Linked DNA regions of Mus musculus: region 2 is linked to region 1. A link is a contact called in public Micro-C data. All regions are on one chromosome and are shown on one strand. The core of a region is the stretch at or near the end of the contact, and the rest is flanking DNA. Distances in the headings are between cores, read along the strand shown. Region 1 holds the start of Rundc3b (RUN domain containing 3B). Region 2 overlaps Abcb1a (ATP-binding cassette, sub-family B (MDR/TAP), member 1A).

Region 1 (3,501 bases), core at 670-3,169:
GTTTGTTTAGAGAAAAATGCATGTGCCTCACCTATCTGCTACAAATATTTTTCTACCATTATCACCGTGCTCATATTTGGAAACATTAAAAACCAAATATGATCAAATGATGCTTGATGGCTATCATTCATTTTAAGTCCATTATTTGAAATTCCTAGAAATCTAGTCCAACATTATTGTATAGCTGACAAAACAATGAAGATAATGAGGAGATGGTACTAAGACACTAACTAATGACAACATTTGTTATGAGCTCGTTACATTTCCACTAGATCAACTTGGTCCACCTTCCAATGTTAAACCATCGGGAAGTTTGAGTCCGCTGAAGCTCTGATGCAGCATAAATGATTCAAGAAGCACAGGTTAGGCTGGAACCTGCTTTGAAACTCATTTCTTTAAAAAAATAATTTTAATATCTTTAAAAGATAAGACTACCCAACTAGCTTATTTTTCTATGAATCTAACATAGAAATTTGCCTCAATTTAAAACAATGTAATAAAGCCCATCTGTCCCAAAAGCTTGTATTCTACACAGCACAAATGATAAATATAGTCTATATTACTTTACCACTTACAATGCAAACTGTGAGCAAAGCTCTTCCTGAAAGATGAGCATTCATTAGAATCCAACTTTTTAAAAGTTGCTTAAATACTGAATGTCATTCCTACTACAGATATCTGCAATCTGCTTAAGATGCTAGCCACGATTTTACATAAGGAAAAAAAAAAATAGACATAAGCCAGAGAGGCAGGAAAGGTTTCATCATTTACCTGATAACAAGAGAATTATCAGTAGTTGATGATTAACCAGTATGATGGAACAAAATCATTTTTAACAGAGCGTATTGGCTCTGAGTAGTTACTAAGAGATGGATGCCTAGAATATTATAAGACTTAAAGAAAATTTATCAGCTTGTTCAAAATCAGTTTTTTTCTGAATTCTTGATTTATAGATAGTGATGATCTATTTCTATAATTCCTGGAGGAAGGGCTACATTTACAACCAGGAAGCACTTAAATAAATGCCCAAAAGGACTGACCAGGAGTCTTCCACAATTGCACAAGCACTGTAGTTGACAAGACTTAGATACCCAATACAGATAAGGGCCGAGGGAGAGGAGTGAAAATGCGTACGCCAACAAGCGACAGCAAGAGAACGCACAGGGATTTGGGGACATCTCAGTAACTACTACAGCAGCTGGATGCTGCTCTTCCTCCGCCCTCTTCTCCTCAGACGCAAGCTGGCCGGTTCCAAACGGTTCCTCCCCGGCTCCGCCCCGGCCCTCCCCGGGCAGCCTCCAAGCGAGGACCCTGAGACGCGAGGGCTAGCCCACGGCCTCGCGGGGAGAGGCTCCCGCCCCTCTGCAGGGCCCCGCTGGCCCGCGGACACGCGCGGCACGGGCCGCAGCGCCGAGCCCCAGCACCTCCCTCAGCCCGGCGCCCGCAGCCCCGCACCTGCACACGGTGATCAGGTTCCTCCTCTCCACCGCAGCGTTGCGGGCGCTCAGGCTCTTCTTGCCGCCGCCGCCGCCGCCGCCGCCGCGGCTCCCGCTCAGGCCCCCCAGGCTCCGGGAGGCCATGGCGGGCTCACCTCCGCGCCCCCTTTGTCTCCAGCGGTCCCGCAAGCCTCGCACACCTGTGTCCCCCGGCCTTCTCTCAACGATGGCAGCCCGCCGGGCGGGAGAGAGGCGAGGAAGGAGGCGCGGAGTAGGCAGGGTGTGGAAGGCAGTCAGTCGGGCACCGGTACCCAGGCTCCACGCGCGCGTGCACACACACTCACACACGCTCTCTCACACATACACACGCGCTCACTCACACGCACGCACGAGCCACCTCCACCCTCGCTCGCGCGCGCGCGCGCCGCCGCCGCCGTCCACGAGAGAAGCGCGCGCGGGCGGGCGGGCGGGAGGGCGGGCTCCGAGTCTCCAGGGACGCCGCACCAGCGCCCGGGCGAGCCTGTCACCCCGCAGGCCTAACCGCACGTCATTCTTCCAGCAGGGCGGAGCCGCTGAGGTGAAGCCCCCCTCCCCACGCCTGTCTCACTCAGCCCCCGCCCCCTGCACCTATGGGAACAAGGCCGCTACGGAGAGAGCCAATGACGAGAGGTGGGGGCGGGACCCGCCCCAGGAGCTTTTAAAGAGGCTCGCTTAAGCCCCGCCCTGGCGCGTGGGCCTCTGTCAGAACGCGGGTCGGCTCGTGCAGCACCTTGGTGAGCCCGGCGAGGCAGCCTTGGCTTGGAAAGCCGGCTTTGCTGTGCCTACTCCACGGTGACTGTGGTCCATAGTCACCCTGACAAGGCTAAGTTCATGGCAGATTCCTGGTCCTGAGGCTTCAGTAGCCTCAGCAGGAGAATGCCATAGTTGGGTGGGGTGGGAAGTGGGGGTTACCTAGAATAGAAGAAGAGTTCCATTTGTCCCAAACGCCCCCTTTGAACCTGACAAACAACGACACAGTGGCATCAGGGAGTGCGCCCATGGCATTTCTCTTCCCGTGAATCTGGTCAGAATTCACCTCATCTTACTCAGTGTCCAGCACAGCCTTGAAACCACATTGACCATAGAAAAACGAGTGTAGTGGGGATGTCCAGTCTTGGGTTCTGTGCAGTGAGATCTGAACTGAATTGCAGCTCGTGAGCCATGGAGGAGGTTTGTCAAGGGCAGAGGGAAATCCTGCCTTGGAGTCCCAATAAGCCCCTTGGGAGGACCACTTTGTAGTCTCTACTTCTCTGGCTTTACCTCTGGCTTTACCTATGGGAGGCTACGGGCTTGAGACCCTGACCTCTGACATTCACCTCAGACTGCCTGTAAGTATGTCCAGACTTCAGGTTTTGTTTGTTTGTTTGTTTGTTTTTAAATTTTGAAAATCTAAAATCAGGACAAAGTCTCACCTCTACCTCTTAAATATAATTATGTTAAAATAAAAATTAATTATTAAGAAAATTTCTACAAGGGAGCTAAAACCATCCAGTGGAAAAAAAGACAGCATTTTCAACAAATGGTGCTGGCACAACTGGAGGTTATCATGTAGAAGAATGCAAATTGATCCATTCCTATCTCCTTGTACTAAGGTCAAGTCTAAGTGGATCAAGGAACTCCACATAAAACCAGAGACACTGAAACTTATAGAGGAGAAAGTGAGGGAAAGCCTCAAAGATATGCACAGGGGGAAAATTCCTGAATAGAAGAGCAATGGCTTGTGCTGTAAGATCAAGAATTGACAAATGGGACCTCATAAAATTGCAAAGCTTCTGTAAGGCAAAAGACACTGCCAATAAGACAAAAAGGCCACCAAAAGATTGGGAAAGGATCTTTACCTATCCTAAATCAGATAGGGGACTAATATTCAATATATATAAAAAACTCAAGAAGGTGGACTCCAGAAAATCAAATAACCCCATTAAAAAATGGGGCTCAGAGCTAAACAAAGAATTCTCACCTGAGGAATACCGAATGGCTGAGAAGCACCTGAAAAAAATGTTCAACATCCTTAATCATCAGGGAA
Region 2 (3,501 bases), core at 738-3,237, 100 kb after region 1:
TAGCAGAGTCACTTCATTGTAAGTTTGGTGATTACACCAAAAGCAACAGCTACACTGTAGTATTCGTCCTATCGCTTCCAGCCCTGTTTCAGTTCCCTACTTATACTCAACATGTTTAAAGGCTTCTGGGAGGTATAGTGCTTTTTCTTACTAAGTCCCAGTCTACCAGTTATATTAGATATCTATTAAATTATGTGAGAAGCTTCGGTGGTGCAAGGATTCAGAATGGAGAAGACACTTTGGTTAGTAATCAATAAATCCGCTCAGTTTTGGAGTTGGGAGAGATTTGTCAGAAGTGACAGAGATGGTAACTGGTCAGCCTAGAGTACACATTGTAATCTTTAATGAGACCAGCCAGTCTTGCTCAAGTGAAAAAAATAGGACTGGTAAAGGATGTGTGCTATTTGCAGAGAAGTTAGGTCTGGAGGCCAGGATAGGGATGCTAGATTGTATGAGGTATCAGAGTAACCAAGTAATGATGTGGACTGCTCTGCTTGGTGTGCTACACTGACTAGATTAACTGCTGGTTTCGAGTTAGGAATCATTGCAAAGGAGTGAGAGCAATGTGTCATGAATCCTTCAGAATTTTATCCAAAGCCTCTGCTTACTGTAAACCATATTCCAAAACTTCTGAATCTGCATTTTTCCAAGAAAATAAGTGTTTCAAATAGGCCCAGGTATATTGACACCTATCTTCCTTAAATTGTAAGCAGTTTCATGGCTAGATGACCACCATCCTCAATTTAATATAATTGTCTGATCCTTACATTCTGATTTGCTTTGGTGCATGGGTTTTTGGTGTTGAAAGATTATGGAAATACAAACTTGCACTTTGGGTTATTATTCTACACTTGTAAATCATGGGAAATCTTTGTTTTAGAAACCAAAAGCTTTGTATAAAGGCATCTTTCCTTTTACTTCATAGGTGAGAAGCTTTTTGTGAAAATTAGTTATTATTCTTAAATATATACTTAAACATATTTTAGACTATAAACCATGTCTCTTCTTTTTCAGGCTACAGGGTCTAGGCTTGCTGTGATTTTCCAGAACATAGCAAATCTTGGGACAGGAATCATCATATCCCTAATCTATGGCTGGCAACTAACACTTTTACTCTTAGCAATTGTACCCATCATTGCGATAGCAGGAGTGGTTGAAATGAAAATGTTGTCTGGACAAGCACTGAAAGATAAGAAGGAACTAGAAGGTTCTGGAAAGGTGAGTTGAACTAAATATGACTGGTCACTAAGTAAAAGGACAGTCTTTCCAGTTATGCTTTCTTACTCTCTTTTACTATGTCCTGGCAATGCTGGTGTGTGTGTTTGTGTGTGTGTGTTCCTTCGGGTGTACACGTATGTATGTGCAAGTGCACATGCATGCTGTGTGGAGGTCAGAATACACCCTGGGCGATATTTCTCAGGTATAGTCCAGTATGCCTCTTGAGATATGGCTGTTCTCTGTTTGAGATATGACCTCTCCACCCATCCCTGTACCTTCAGAACTAGGATTACAGGCACATGCCACCAAGCGTAGCTGAGATGTTTTTCCCTGAATACTAGAGGTCAAACTTGGGTCCTTGTGCTTGCAAGGCAAATCCTTTACCAACAGAGTCATCTCCTCAATCTACAGGAATTTTGTTTGGTTTTGTTTATTTGTTTGTTTGTTTTTTGTTTTTTGAGACAAATATGGCCTTGACTGTCCTGAAACTGACTCTGTAAACCAGGTTGGCCTTGAACTGAGAGATACTCCTGCCTCTGCCTCTCTTGTGCTGGGATTAAAGTCATGTGCCACCACTGCCTGGCTACTATAATAATATTTTAATAGCCACCATTTGGGCAACATTTATTATGCTTATCTCAAGATTAGAATTTGAAATGGAAACATAACCTTAGTTTCAAATACCGACACCTGCTTCTCAGGGCTTTGTTTCAGGCCACTGCCGTCGGAATCCTCTCTTCTCATCCAGCCCTCTTCTTCTTTTCTCTTTTCCTCTTTCCTCCCCCTGTTTTAATAATGGTTTCTGTGCTTCGATGAAACACTCATGAACAAAGCAATGTGGGGAGGAAAGGGTTTATGTCACTCAGTGAAGACGGGAAGGACCCCAGAGGCAGGAGCTGATGCAGAGACCACAGCTGGAGCAACTTACTGGCTTGCTTCCTATGGTTTGCTCAGTCAGCCTGCTTTCTTGTAGAACTACCAGCCCAGATGTAGCCCCACCCACAATGGGCTGGGCTCTCCCCTATCAGTCACTAATTAAGAAAATGCCCTACAGGCTTGTCTGCAGCTGTATCTTATGGAAGCATTTTCTTTATCGTGGCTCTCTCTGCTCTAATGACTCTAGTTTACACCAAATTGACATAAAACTAGCCAGTACACTCTCCCTACCTGCTGTTCTCGCTGTTTTCCTTTTTCTTTTCTTTTCTTTTTTTTCTTTTCTTTTCTTTTTTTTCAAGCAAGCTTAAAGCCACCCTTGGATTCAGGAAAGTGGTCCCATTTTATTATGAATAATTGGGGAGATTCAAAGTGGAAAAAAATCCCAAGTATATTTGTCTTCTCCATTTTGGATTACATAATCTAGTCTGGATTACTCTGGTGCCTCATGCCATTTTACATCACTACTCCAGCCCCCTGGAGCTCTCCTTTTCCCCTTCATTATCTCCCCTTCCTCCCACATCTGTTCCCCCCGCCCCCCCTCTGTTCTGCATGCCCAGCTATTTATTTATTTATTTATTTAGCCACAGCTCAACATTGTGTGGCATTTACTTGGTTTCCTGGAAAGTGTTTTACTAGTTACACTAACTCTGTCAGGTATGCTCTGTTATTATTTCATGCTTCAGGTGAGGCTGAGGGACACAGGCTATGCCTCACTACTATAAAGCCCACCACTGCTGGAGCCAGGATGCAAACTGAGGCCTTGGTCCTCCAGTTAGCTAGGAATCCAAGCTCTGTCACAGTGGAACATCAGTTATCAGGATGATAGAAATGAGAGGTCAAAATAGGGCAGCTCATTGACATTCCAGGTACCAAGAAACAGCAGGGATCCCAGCAGGTGAGAGGGCTGTGATTTCCTGAAGACCAGGTGTCTGCGAGCCAGGCATCCCAATATGTGAAGGTTGAGGACCTTCCAAGACACTAAAGACACTTTGTCTCTGTGTGTTCTTAGACGCGTGGCTCTATTTTCCTCTGTACTTTCAGAGAAATGCTTTGTGTGGCATTAGTGTTTCCCAGCCAAGGTCTGTGGAGTTGAACCTCTGGTGAAGAGGTCCTAGGAAACAGTCATTGGGAACTAGCTAACTCTAGGGTCTGGCCCCAACCAAGGAGTACATACTATGCCATACTTTGCAATATGCTTCGGGTTTGGGATGCTTGAGCAGATGTGAGGTCCTGCTCATTTCCTTTCTTTGTGGTGTGATGTCAGAACATGCAGATAAATGTAATCCTCATTGTGCATCAGGATGAGGAGACTGCACTGTGGAGTGACTGTTGTCCACACCACACGCA

Evidence for each region. Hi-C and Micro-C count contacts between places; a contact is called where the count stands out from the background.
Region 2: a contact with region 1 is called in a Micro-C map of embryonic stem cells, with 3 times the contacts expected there. The contact joins the enhancer-like site here to the promoter of Rundc3b in region 1. A contact is called at or near these places in 1 of 39 promoter capture datasets (liver), 1 of 484 Hi-C or Micro-C datasets (embryonic stem cells), 2 of 115 datasets of contacts at active chromatin or transcription factors (the SCID.adh cell line and embryonic stem cells) and 3 of 9 other capture datasets (adipose tissue, liver and pancreatic islet).

The regions. Positions count from the first base shown.
Region 1 is chr5:8,621,033-8,624,533 of GRCm38.p6, forward strand. Rundc3b (RUN domain containing 3B) reads right to left here and starts at 1,920. Exons shown (of 11, transcript NM_001347311.1): 1 at 1,456-1,920. The coding sequence starts at 1,580. All of the region lies in intron 2 of Abcb1a (ATP-binding cassette, sub-family B (MDR/TAP), member 1A), which reads left to right.
Region 2 is chr5:8,725,759-8,729,259 of GRCm38.p6, forward strand. It overlaps Abcb1a (ATP-binding cassette, sub-family B (MDR/TAP), member 1A), which reads left to right. Exons shown (of 30, transcript NM_011076.3): 23 at 1,015-1,218. Among named protein-coding and RNA genes, the nearest start is that of Gm31157, 32 kb to the left of the region's middle. Within about 2 kb of position 1,988, at least 8 of the 459 cell types and tissues checked have an H3K27ac peak or open chromatin away from gene starts, as enhancers often do. A contact at or near this core is called in embryonic stem cells, where this site is marked.